2 separate regions of the Anas platyrhynchos genome follow, and region 2 is linked to region 1. A link is a contact called in public Hi-C data. All regions are on one chromosome and are shown on one strand. Each heading gives the region's core, a stretch centred on a gene start, on an enhancer-like site or on the middle of the called end of the contact. The rest is flanking DNA. Distances are from core to core; before and after follow the strand shown. Region 1 overlaps AKAP7 (A-kinase anchoring protein 7). Region 2 overlaps EPB41L2 (erythrocyte membrane protein band 4.1 like 2).

The links. Hi-C and Micro-C count contacts between places; a contact is called where the count stands out from the background.
Region 2: a Hi-C map of subcutaneous adipose tissue shows a contact between it and region 1, with 4 times the contacts expected there. The contact joins two enhancer-like sites. A contact is called at or near these places in 3 of 8 Hi-C or Micro-C datasets (liver, skeletal muscle and subcutaneous adipose tissue).

Annotation. Positions count from the first base shown.
Region 1 is chr3:63,199,806-63,206,657 of IASCAAS_PekinDuck_T2T, forward strand. AKAP7 (A-kinase anchoring protein 7) reads right to left here. Exons shown (of 8, transcript XM_072036004.1): 4 at 6,292-6,428; 5 at 977-1,137. Among named protein-coding and RNA genes, the nearest start is that of TRNAQ-UUG, 5.1 kb to the left of the region's middle. Within about 2 kb of position 2,681, at least 1 of the 8 cell types and tissues checked has an H3K27ac peak or open chromatin away from gene starts, as enhancers often do. A contact at or near this core is called in subcutaneous adipose tissue, where this site is marked.
Region 2 is chr3:63,278,201-63,285,052 of IASCAAS_PekinDuck_T2T, forward strand. All of the region lies in intron 3 of EPB41L2 (erythrocyte membrane protein band 4.1 like 2), which reads left to right. Among named protein-coding and RNA genes, the nearest start is that of EPB41L2, 40 kb to the left of the region's middle. Within about 2 kb of position 4,176, at least 1 of the 8 cell types and tissues checked has an H3K27ac peak or open chromatin away from gene starts, as enhancers often do. A contact at or near this core is called in subcutaneous adipose tissue, where this site is marked.

The DNA.
Region 1 (6,852 bases), core at 1,431-3,930:
AACTGCTAGATAAAGCAGTGTATTAACGAAGACTTTCTCCATTTTTTCTCTGTACTGGACTGCATAAGATGTAGCGTGACAACAGTAGTCTTTGCTGTTCCGCAAAATGCCTGATATGGGTTATTGCACTATTAAAAAATGGTGTGACCTCACATTCCACAGAACACAAAAGATGATTCATCAATACTGAAAAACTCTTTAAAAGACTCTTTTCAAAGAATAGCTGGAATTACTGGGATAGTTTTAAAGGACACTGGTGAATTACAGACAGTACTGTTTACTGATAATTTTTCTTTAATATCTGTAAACAACATAATTTAAGTACAGCCTTGTACACAGATAAAAAAACTCCACTGGACCTTGGTTTGATCTAAATACTGTCTACTGTTACTCAGCTGATATTTATATGCCTTTTAATTTATATATTCCTACTGACTTGAGAACTACATTTTGGATGCATTTTACCTGACTGGCAAATGAAGCAGCCTTAGCTCCACTGCTAAGACAGAACTGAGAGTTAGTGCACATGCAGGTGCAAATACATCACAGAATCATAGAATCACAGTCTGGTTTGGGTTGGAAGGGACCTTAAAGACCACTCAGTTCTGATTCCCCTCCCATGGGCAGGGACACCTTCCACTAGACCAGGTTGCCCAAAGCCCCATCCAGCCTGGCCTTGAGCACTTCCAGGGATGGGGAAGCCACAGCTTCTCTGGATGACCTGTTCTCACACTTTGTACCACCCTCAGAGTAAAGAATTTCTTCCTAATATCTAATCTAAATCTATCCTTTTTAGTTTAAAGACATTACTCCTTGTCCTACCATTACAATCCCTGACAAAGAGTCCCTCCTGTAGGCCCCCTTTAGGCACTGGAAGGCCACTGTAATGTCTCCCCTGGGCCTTTTCATCTTTAGGCTGAGCAACCCCAACTCTCTGAGCCTGTCTTCACAATGTGTAAGAAATAACTTTTTTTACCTGCTATTTCTGTAAGTACAGCTGTATGATCATTTTCTGTCAACTTCACAAATCCAACTTCATTTTTGAAATGATCAATTCCTTGAAAAGACAAGTCCACAGTTTTTCCTTTTAGGAGATCTTCTACAAAATCCTTGCTGTCTGAAAGAGCATCAACTGCTCTGTCAAGAAGAAAGAAAACATCTGTGTGAAAGTCAAATATTAATGTTTACATTTCTATTAATTCTTCTATACATAAGTCTCAGAAAGCTCTATTAGTATTGATTTATTAGCTACTCAGGTACTTTTGCACTACTCCCTATCAATGCAGTCAGTACTATTCTCATCATTTTATAATGGTAAACTGGTTCATATGCCCTGTTGTAAAAACATGGAAACTACAAGGCAGACTTAGCAGCAAGTACAATTCCTTGAAAGAATTTATCTCAATTCTCAATGTGACTAGATAATAAGATGACAATATTTCTATTACTCTGTGCATCCCATTTAAGTAAGACTCTAATTCAGAAGCATTTGGTTTTCCATTCTGAAAGTAGCCTCCTTTTGTTCTTCTCCTGACATTGCAATGGGACACTCTAAGATGCTACTTCATTCAAACCTGCTACAGAATATTACTTATTACTGTAAACAGAGGTTAGTGACATTTTATATGTAATATATATATATATAATGATAAAATTAGATGGAATTAGATGGAAATTACTATTAAGCTCATTGAGAGCTATCAGGAAAAGACATACTATCTAAATTAATGCTTACTTTCTTTAAGGGAGAAGTAGGGCGCACATATAATATACATGTAACTTAAGAAACTGTAGCAAGCCTGGTAACCTGTTAATAATCATTTTAATTAGCCCCATTAAGTACATGTACTTGTTTTGAAATGATTCATGAGAAAAAAAATGTATATATATTCTTAGCGTCTTCTAAAATTCTCTTGCATGCTCCAAGTTTTTAGTTCTACTCAGTGAAACTAAATTTGAACAGCTCACTAAACTAATGTTGACTTTATCAACGCTAGATGGCAGTAACAGGTTAAAAAAATTTTGAGAGTTTATTTTATTCTCTCTACAGCAACTGGATGAAAGCCATCACCATAATTTCTGAAATCTATTTTTTAAGCCTGTACACATACAAACAGCTCTACTCACTTTTCCATTATGTTTAACAAGACAGAGTCTTGATGGGAACCATACAGTTAATTGAAATCAAGACCAGGTTAAGAAAGCATCTCTGATTGATATAGTTCTCCTGTGTTTTTTCTTACGACTTTAAGCTACAAACTGGAAGTATTTTAGCTCCTGTATGATCACTTTCAGCAACAATGCTATTACTTGTTCCTTGGCAAAGGTGTTTCTTTTTAAGCATTATCTCTGCCACCTTCATCACCTTAAGACAAGATTGTTCTAAGTGCCCTCCATGTCTGCTATACTTCAAGGCTTTTTAAAAACACCATCTAATACTGATTATACCTGTCAGATTATTTCACAGATTATTGTTTCTGTATTTATTTACTGACACAAACCTGAAAATCATTCCAAAACAGATACAGATATTACTAATAAACAGTATCAAAGACTTCAGTGGGCTTTTAAGTACTAAATCATGCCCTAAAATCCCTCTCTGGACTTTCTACATCTGAGAACTGGTACACAGACAGCCATGGAAAGCTCTGGTCCCCAGCTGAATACAGACTTGTATTTCCATACTGTAGGGTGTGCTGCAGAACTCACTGACCAGCCCAATTCCAGTTGATGAGGTCTATGAAAGGTCAACTCAAACAGAGCAGTGTGTTTTCAGTTTAGCACTGTTGTCACTAAAGATTTAGTTCTACTTTTTTTTTTAATAATCTTTAAATACACTAAATTATTTTTAAAAAATTGTTGTCATCTCTATTGAGAATATTTTGTATTTTTCTTTTCCATCTATCGTTTTATAACAACTGACAATTGCTTTGTAAGAATAAAGCACAAAGGACAAACGTTTCCGCTGAATTCAACAGCAATGAACACAACAGTGGTATTTTCTTCTTATTCCATACCAAATAGTACTTACAATGCCAAACAGTAATTACACTCAGTGCAACTACCCCACAAACATAACAAAAGAGCTTACATGCATTTTGCTCCAAACTGGAAAAATAATAATAAAAAAAAGGCAGTATATTCTCAGTGTATACAAACAAGGGTTACAGAAGCAGTGCTTCTCGTTTTCTATACTGTTCTAATGTAAACATTATAGCGTTTGTTTGGTGTAATTCTTTTCAGGAATTTCTGAACTGTTAGTTTAGAATTCAATAGCTTTCATATTTATAATAAAAAGGTTAGATTCACAGTATTTGACAAGTTACAAAAGGAACTTTAAGCTATAGTCTGTTAATGAAGGCACTTACTGTGAAGGCTGGTATCCTAATTTCCAATACCAGATCCCAAGTATGCTACGAATGCATTTGACATTAAAGTAAATAGATAAAAGACATGCTGTTAGCATGGACTACAACTGCTTTGCTTGAAGGGAGTGCTGTCATGACTCTTTTTTGCTTGTTTTCTTTATGTTATTTTAAACCTCACATTCTTGATTTCATACAGTCTTATAAAAACAGTTGTAACGTGTCCTCATGAAGGCTAGCCTACAGCCCATGAGTTAGAAAATTCCCATGCAAATTGTAGGTCTGGATTCCCTTAGAAGGAGAAACCTAAAATGCAGATCTTCTATTTCCAAGGCAAAAGCTGTATGTACTAAAACATCATATAAAGAGCTTTGTGCTGAACTGAGTATTATGTTTAGAACATTCTTATCATGTGTTTGGACTTCAAATAGCGTTCAACTCATTTCATTTCTATACAGACAGAAGTACTATTGTGCATATAGAGCAGAAAAACTGTAGATATCTATGTAACTTAACACATCCAAACTTTCGGATCTGTGAACTCTTAGATGTCTAGTTCACTAGTTGCCCTTTGTTTGAGAGACTACTGTCATCTGAAATTACACACAGGTTCTTCTGCTAGTCTGGATCTTGATTTAATTCCATTAATGTAGTATCGAAAATTGGTGATGCAAGGAAAAGAAAATTCAAGTTTTAACTCTTCAAGTACTTACAGAATATTAAGCAGAAAACATCAGTTATGAGAAAAATAAGAATTCCATATAATAGAAATGCAACCTAGAATACCTGAGGATAGCTGAGCTAGACACCTGTAGTAGGCACCTGGCCAGGAAAGGGGTGAATCCCTGGGGAAGCTGCTGCTGACTAGAAGACAGCTCCTGCATGCCTGGACTGTGGAGTTCTGCTGGGAGAGGCAGAGAAGAACTCCATAAGTAAGTGCCCAGGTGGCAGCTGAACAGAGAGAGCTGCAAAGGATGTTGCTGAGAATACTGAACTTGGCAATATTCATTTTGATACAGAATTCGTGACTCCAGTCATGAGGAGGCATACTTGCCTTTGAGGTATCCTCTCATACTGCCTTCTTCAGAAGTTCATACTTAAAACCCTTAAAAAAAAAAGTGCTCGCACAGTTGGTGATTGTTCTCTCTGATTTTCAGGTGCTACCAAAGTTCACTCATCAACCAGAGAAGGAGGAAGCTTGTGTGCCAACTCCAGGAGACAAAAGAACGTGGAGAGGAGAGGGAGCCCAGCAAATCTAGAATCCTTTGCTCTCATTTCAATTCCCTGCTTCCAGCTGTCTGTGTCTCTCCCTTCAGAGCAGTGTTGGAGGAAGAAGCCAACAGATTTGTAACCTCACAGAAGAGGTGACAGCATAGATCCCTCAAGGATTCAATATTACAACGTTCAAGGAAACATGTGAAAAACAAGCTGGGCAATTGATTTAGATACATTGATATCATTATTTTTAGGTGTGATAAATGTTTTCAGCCAAAATACCTTCTACTAATTGTTCTTACATTCCACCTTGGATTCTGGCTTTCCTATGAGCAATCTGTACTTCAGTAGCAAAACCTTCTGGGGGAAAAATTATTCAATGCACACACTTTATACACATCATTTTTTAACTGTGTGACCAAAACCCAAGCAATGTCTCACTGTACTTGTTCATTATTGGATCTATGTAATTCAGTATATGGACTGCACATCTTCTAATACTGCAGAGAAAACCACTACGATATATAGATGATGGAAGTCCCCTGAAAGAACTCATCTTGGGTACATGAAAAAGCAACGCTTTTCTTCCACAAAATTACAATATAAGGACTTTTGATTCATCACTAATTCTCTTCAAAATTGATACATAAGCAATGGAGGATTCCCAGATGTCTGTATAATGCCAGCAGGCCATTTATCAGCATTTTAATTAACACTGCTACAGGTACCCAAGTGTTTGTCATCTCCATCCTGCAATTACAATGTACACATACAGAGAGACATGACATATGTAGGCTACTGGGCACCGCATCTCAATAGCAACTGCCAGGAAAGTCTGTGTGAAGTAGGACTATGAAACACAAAGGATGTTTTCAAGTCAATCGTACAGCTAGACACACAAACTATTATTCTAAAGGTTCATAAATGATAGCTGTATGGACTTAAAAGTCTGAATTTCTTCATATTAACCATGGAGCTTGTACTTTAAAGTAGGCTTGTCAGAGAGCTATACAGCATGTGATAAACAGTAAAAGCCATCCAAAAACTTCATTTTTTATAAAGCAAATAGTCACATTTGACACTTATACATGGTATCATCACATAACACATAGCCCTTTCCATGACTGTTAGGACTTTTATATGAGCAAAAACTCAGCTATTTCACTGAAGCAATATAAAAATTATACTTTTGATAAGGCCTAATGAACTCTCTTTTAAAAATGTACTTATAGTTTGAGTATAACAAATTCATTTAGAGGCATTAAAAGCCAACTGCATGAGGCATTACCTTGCAGCTAAGGCTTATTTCATTGAAGTCTTTCAATGAAAGTTACTAATTTGGCCTATAGTATCTGCTGAGCTACAAAATTCTGAAAGCTCCTCTGTTGATCTGTTCAATGTCCCCTACAACAAAACATTGTTTTGAAATAACTACTTTAGCAAACATGAGATGTGTGCATGCAAGTTCAGCACACAGTTATGAAAAATGTAAGGAAGCAAAACGAGTACTTTGAGCAGAACTTATGACATACCATAAATTAGGAAAATGGCTGATATTAAGATTAGCACCTTAAGAACAACATGAATTAAATGCTCAGTAGCCCCAGTAATTTAGGGATGACAAAAAACAAGCATCAATTACCCCTCCTAGTCTTTTTTACTAACTCCTCCAACAAAACTACTTTTATACATTTAACACCAAAATACCTACATGCCAATTTCTTCTTCACCAGATAAATGCATCACCAACATGGTGACGTGCAGTGAGGCACAGCGAACCATTGCTTTGGAAAGCCTATGATCCTTTTGTATTATTGCATCTTGGACGGCCCGAATACCGTCAGTAATCTGGAAAGACAGACAGGCACAGAAACAGCAGTTAGCAATTACTGCATCCCATAATGCAAGTGAACAAGAAAGTGCACAAACTGAAGTCAAATGTTTATGTAGGAATCATCCTAGCAGAAGCAAGTTTTATCCTCTGATAAAGCTGTGCTAATTGGCCTGAGTAAACTCATAGTGGGTACAAATGCAGTGATTAACAAGTAGCAGGACATTTCCCATCACATCTTAACAGGAGCTAGGTTCCATAAAATGACAAATTCCCGGAACAGATTAAAATCATCCAATTTTACACTGTCAGTAGTCCAGATCAGAGGCTTCTTTAGAGAGCTTCTCTACTGTCTGCTAAACATGTATACTGCTATGTGCAGACAAGTGTCTGAAAAGATAAAGGGGTCTTTACAGTATCAGGCAAAAAAGGAACAGGCAA
Region 2 (6,852 bases), core at 2,926-5,425, 80 kb after region 1:
TTTTCCTACTCTTTTAGCTGTTCAGTGGCCCTAACTCTTTTTTTGTGCTAATGCACCTTTTACTAGGCAATTTTTTATATGTGAGGGTGAAATCACTGTTGCTATATCCACTGTGGCTGTTCACTCCAGAAGTTGGAGACCTGCACTTGGCGATGTGTTCTGTCCAGTAGTCTCTACAGTGTAATTTCAGCCTTATTTGGTGTCTTCCTCCCCTACCCCCTTTCTGGCCTCACTGAAGTTTTTTGGCTATTACACAAATCATGACCTTTTTTCCTGTTTTGTCTTCAGTGCCTGTTTCCTGTTTTCTTTCCCTCCCCCACCCCATTTTTTACTCCTGGCTCTATCTCCAGTGTTGTCTTAGCTTTGTCTCTTACAAATATTTATATATTTTTCCCAATTATTTTTTTGTTGAGAATTGAGAGCTATAACATCACTTCTTCCCTTTGCTGTGTGTTTGTATCTGTAGTTGCTGCTGAATGCTTGTTGAGCACTAATTTGTGTCATTCCTAATGTTTCCCAAAAGTCAAATCTATCATAACGTAGTTTCAAAGCAGTGAAAAATGTTTCTTATCTTTACGTAAGTATGGATGAACATGTTTTCTAAGTAATCAGTTTCTTTTATTTGTTGACAATCGTATGCCTCAGACTTCTTCAATGTGTGTGTCCCAGACTCATCTGCACCTGAGCTCCAGTTTTTGGTCTTAGACATCGCTCTTTGGGATTTATTGCTCTAGTGGTCTTGATTTGAGAGAATGTGATGTTCTCAGAATTTTATGCAAGTGTCTGAGGCACTTGTCCATTTTGTTAGTATATACCAATTTTCCATTTCTCATTACTCTATATTTCTCAAGGTATTTTAGAGGTGAATCCATAGTTAAGGAAAGGCTAGATAAGATGGAGGATATCTACAACTGTAAGCTTAAATATGGTCTTAGATTCAGGATAAGCATACCCATAGAGAATAGCGGTACACTTAAATATGCTTTCAAACGCTTGTTCTGTCAACACCTAAACTGTTGAGCCTAAAAAGAGGAAAAGAAACTCACAAACCTGTGCTGACTGGGAGTTTCATTCAAACAAGTATGTCTTTTTGGCATGTAGCTCGGAATGTCTTGCTATGTCTTTTTGTAATTAAACTACTATCTAATAAGTTGCTGTCATCTCGGGTTTGTGTATGCCTACAATTGTTTCTAAGCTTTCAAGTTTTCTTGCTATATAAAATGTGGACTGAAAATGTGGCCCAAGAAAGCTGAATAAAGCCTTTACTTAATTTGTTCTGAAAGCTTCTTGTAATAGCATGCCATCTGTATCTGTACATGTTCATTAAAAAGCTTTTCTGCAGTGGGTGAGTCTGCTTTGGTAAACTGTACTTTGTGATGTGTATTTATATGGGAACGTCATTGCAAGTCACTAGCTTTTTTTCCTTGTCTGAATACTCAGAATACAGTTCTGAATACTCCTCCCCATCCTTTCCTTGGTGTTCACAAATGAATTATTCTTTTAAATTTTTATCTGTCGTCTTTCCCTAACTCTTCAAAAAAAAAAAAAAGCCACTTTGTTTAAATAGCTGCTCCCTTGAGGCTTTCCTGCATATCCTGTTATCTGTTTTATATTATAATCTTTCATGCTGTGAATGTCCTTCCAAAAAGCACAAAACAGCTAAAGCACTTAGATGACTAACAAATATGTTAAGTGCTAAAGTCCAGGCTCAAAACCACCCCTATTAGCATAAAGCTCTTCTGCAGTTTTTGTTAGTGTTATTAGACTTATTTCTGAATTTTAGAGCGTCATTTTACTTTATGTAGCCCAGAGACATTGCAGTAGTTGAAATATTGTTAATGGTGAAGCAGTTGCCACAAGAAGTGGGAACCTTTTACAAAACTGCTGATATTTTCACTCCGCTAATCAAATACCAGCATTCAAAAGAGCCTATGGGAACGATAAAGTTTTGGCTGCCAATTTTATTTGCTCAGCTAAGAGGTATTTCTCTTTCTTTCCTTCACTGGTTTTTGTTGCTTGGGGTTGGAAACATTATGTTCCCCCAGGAGCAGTAGATACATGCTTTCCTGAAGAGCAGTATTATCTGTATTTTCAATACTTTGTTATATACTGCAGTCAATACAAGCATCTAAGAGAAAGCTTGCAGAGTCCCACTTAAATATATCATTTTAGGTGCATTATAGCTATTCAGGGAAAAAGAACACTGAGCAGATCAGCCCTGATCTTTCAAGAGAATAACTGTTCCAGGAGTAGCTAGCTTGTGCTAGCTGCAAAATAGAAATTAAAATGTCAGCACAAGACATCTTGGATGGCTTAACTTTGAGGTTTGAGGAAGATAGGATAGCTGGGGAGGGGATATGGGAACAGCATTTACTCAGTGCAGCAGCGATTGTGAATCATTTTAAACTATCCTGTTTGTCTTTATTTTTGATTTGCTATTCTATTAATAGGCTAGGTTTATTTCCTTGAATGTGTGTCAATATCTCTGAAGGTCTGTCAAGAGTTAAATAACATATTGGCAACAGCATAGCCAGCAGAGAGCTGCAGCTTACCTGCGGAGATCTAGGATTATTTCACTGTATAGTTTGAGGCTTTGTATTTATTTGGAGTTCGGATTAAGATTGCTTAAGGTTAATTGCCAGGGATGCCAAGTGTAAAACAAGTATTTGAAACTGGCTGCTTCCTTCCTATTGGTAGGAATTGGTGGTAGTATCAGTTTTGTATTTCAATTTGCATCCTGATTTGGGGGGGGGGGGGGGAAATTAAATAATTTTACACCTGTCACCTATTTAAAATCATTTATAATTTTAATGTCATTTATTAAGTTCTTATTTCCCTCAGTTTAACAATACCGATAGAGTTTTACACATTTCTGGCTTGCCAAAGAGAGCTGTTATTTCTATAGTGCACATATTTGACAACAGAAAAAATCTTGAAGCGTATGTTAAAGCTGAAATATAGAACCGATGCTGCCACCTCAGAAAAGGCCCTTCTGTAGTGATGCTTACACCCTGAAGCTTTGTAAATGTTTGTTCGTTGAACTCGGGTCTTGTACATGGCAGAGCAGACTGCCTTAATGTGTTCTCAGTTGGTTTCTGCTATTGCTTATAAGCTGAATAACCAAAAATAAAAATCCAACAGGCGTTTTTAACGTGATCTCAGTAACATCTGCAACTTTGACACTCAACTTTGACATACTGGTGAAATAAAGACAATGGCTGTATCTGTTTAGGAAAGTTGTGCACAAATGTTCTGCTTGTAAGGTCTGTCAGTAGCATTCTACCAAAAGCACAGGTTGGTCACTTGTCACTTCTTTTTCCTGAGCTTGAATTCTGGTATTATGGCTATTTCCCTTTTTTCTGTGCTTTTATATATTTCCTCAACATGTGAGATAGTAATAATTCTCTATATGACTTCCACTAAAGAGGAAATAGATACTTGTCAAAACAATTGTGCGTGTCTGGGATTCCAGCATCCAGAAGCTTTATTATGCTGGGGCCTCTCAGTTTGCTTGGGGGTGGGAGGGGAAGTCATGGGTCCTAGTACATCATTTTTCAACCTGAGTTGGCAAGTGCTTTGATCAACTATGTTATTGTGAGTGCCCTGAAAGCATACTTTATGCAAGAGTAGGTTTAATGTCACATGTATAAAATGAAACTGTTTTTAATCTTGCTGATTCATTGCAAATGCAAAGAATAAAAGTTGAAAATTAAAAATTTGTCATGGCATTTAGAGAGAAATCATCTCTAAATCAGAACAAGCTAGAATAATTTACAGAACCTAAATGGATTTTTTTTTCAATTTTCTTTAATCAGAATTGGGAAAAGTGAAATACTGCCTGTGCTTCAGTGGAATTGTTGCACTGTCACAGAAACAAAGCCCTTTGGTATGGGATGAGGTTGAAGGAAGGATATGGAGCCAGCAGAGAAAGCATTGCTCAGAACAAATGATCGCTTACTACTGTCTTTAATCTTTAAAATTGTGGTTCCCATGAGGGGTTAATGTGAACGGTCAAAAACCACTGTAAACTTGCAACTTTGGTTTCTAAGATAGGGAGAGATTTTTTTCTCAAACTGTTGCTTTTAGTTTGTTGGACAGACAACAGGAAAACAGAGCTGTCTCTTGACCCATGTGCGTTTTCTGGCTGCTGGAATGAAAAGATTTGGAACTAAATCCTGGTTTTCCACTGAACGTGCCCTTCTCTAGCAGTGTCAGGGCTTGGGTGGGGTCATTCTTGTTCAATAAAGCTTTTCAAAAGTGTTGGATTCTCATCAGCTTGCAACTTTTTTTTTTTCAGCTCTGGGGAACAGCACAAAGCTAACTTAATAAGCAGATTGTATATGTGTGTATGTACTCTGGCAGAGAGATTGCTTGATTTGAATTAAGTTGCTTTCTGAGACTTCTTAGCCTTGATACATCAAAATGTCCGTAGATTGTAAAGGCAGAATTGATAGACTCCTGTTGTCTCTGCATGGGAAATGGATAACATCAGCATAGGTGAAAGGCTGTATATTTGCTTAAATTTAATCCCAAAGATGTTCTCATGTTGGCTTCAGAATTTGGCTTTGTGTAGCACTTGGAATGTAGTTATGTTCTGGTTTTATTGAAAACTTTCCTGTTGTTATGAGCTTTGCATATTGTATTGATGCTGTGACATAAATGATGCAGTCTTCAAAGATTTTTATTCCATTTGGGAAGCAACACTTTTCTAAACGTTTTATTATATGTTTTTAGGGCACTAGCTGCTGTCAGTGGACAAATTTTATCAAAATAGTGTTTAAATTCATTTGCGTGTTCCATAGTAGCATCTTTCCTTTCTGAGGAGTTATACCCCTTAAACTGCATTATCCTTTAAAATGAATGCTATTAAGATGTACATGTATTGCAGTAAATGACTTATGCACTAGAAAAAAATGATGTTCTGCAAAAGGTTCCTTATGAAAAGCTGGGAGCACTTGAATGGTAGGGAGTAGATATGTACTGTTGAGTTGCTTTAACTGGAAAAAGATACTGAAGAAGTCATAAAAACAATTGGGTTGGAAGGGACCTTAAAGACCATCTAGTTCCACCCCCCTGCCATGGGCAGGGACACCTCCCACCAGACCAGGTTGCCCAAAGCCCCATCCAGCCTGGCCTTGAACACCTCCAAGGATGGGGCATCCACAGCTTCTCTGGGCAGCCTGTGCCAGGGCCTCACCACCGTCTGAGTGAAGGATTTCCTCAGTCATATGCACTGATTCCCTCTTGACTTTACGAAGAGGATTTGAGGTAGCTTTAAGTTGTTTTCTAGAAATTTGTCAACATAAGTTTTATTGTGAAAGTCTATCTAGACCGCAGGTACTCACTGTTCAGTTTTTGGCAGAAGTAACTTTCTCTGTCACATTTCACTTATTATCTATATCTTTGATGTTTTTGTCTTCAGAATAACTCTAATGCCATATTTATATCATAGATTCAGAAGTATTTCTTAAGCTCACATCTTCTGTAAGGAGTAATGAATCTTTTTCTGATGAGTCTTGGTATTTTGTGTGTTGCAAGAAATGATAACACGCTTGGAATATTTTTCTCATGCTACAAATCTTAGTTCTACAGGCTTAATGTTTATGTTGGGATAAAAAATGTTTTCCTGGCAATACACATAGGCTACTATATTTAGAAGCATTGTATGCTTGCAGATACTCAGCTGTGTGGTGGCGTAGATGTGAACGTGAAGGCTGACAAAAATATCTGGTCTTTTGAATAGTGACTTTGCTTATGATGATCATTCCCGTTAACTCTGGGGCTGCTAGCCATCATGCATGTGCCAGGATGTCTTTGGAAACTGGCTTTTATAGACCTAATAACACTGGGAAGGTGCTGTTTTGTGCCTTTTCTGATCTTGAAGATGAGTGTGGAGGCTATACGTATATAATTAGACACACATGCTCATGTGTCCTTAGATATATGATAATGTTTTAGTATCACAGAGTAGTAATTCAGTGTCTGGTCCTGAAGTCCTATATCTTTTTAAAAAGTCATGTTAACACTTGTGGGAAAACATACAATTACATGTACTTGCTATAACTTGAACTATGCTTCACACTGAAATATTGTTGCTGTTTTCAGTGTGGTGTTTGAATTGTGCTGGGGATTTTTAGAACTATTATGGCACCATCTGCTGACCGATGTCAAGACTGGCAATGACAGTTTGCTCACCTGGCTGCTACACTGAAAATCCGCTGCAGGTGAAGAATTAAGAGGCAGTTTATGCAGAATCATAAGAAAGGGCAATTTTTAGCTGGCTTGTGTTTGGGATAAATATTTTTATCGGGAGATACTATTGCAAAGGCCGGATGATAACACAGCTTTAGTTGTCCAGTCATCTGGACTATTGCAGAAGGCTTTTCAGAACAGCTATGAAGCTTGAAATCAATTTTTTTTGTCTATGTGTAGTAAAGGATTGTTCTTGTTACTCTGCCCTTTAGTACTTTATCTTCTGAGTTTGCAGAGGAGAGATTTGAGAGCATTAGATCAGTTTAGGCTCCAGCTCTGGTGGTCTTGTCATAACATGGGAAACTGCTTGACTCTGACTTGATTGTTGCTTAAGTTTAAAAAGCTTTAAGTTTAATAAAAAAAAAAAAAGGAAGAAAACTTGTGTTCTCTGGTAGTCAATTCACTTCTTGAAGTCCAAGAACTTCTTCAATCTTAGATTATGTACATGGATTAACACAATGACCAACAAGTGCAAAATCTGGTGGGACTTCTTTTTCAGACGTCAGTAAGCCTGCCACTTGAGTGTCTGCCTAGGGTTTCTTCTCTGTTTGTCACTCTTGCTGCAGGATTCTTATGCTCGTTCACGTTTGTCATTTCAAA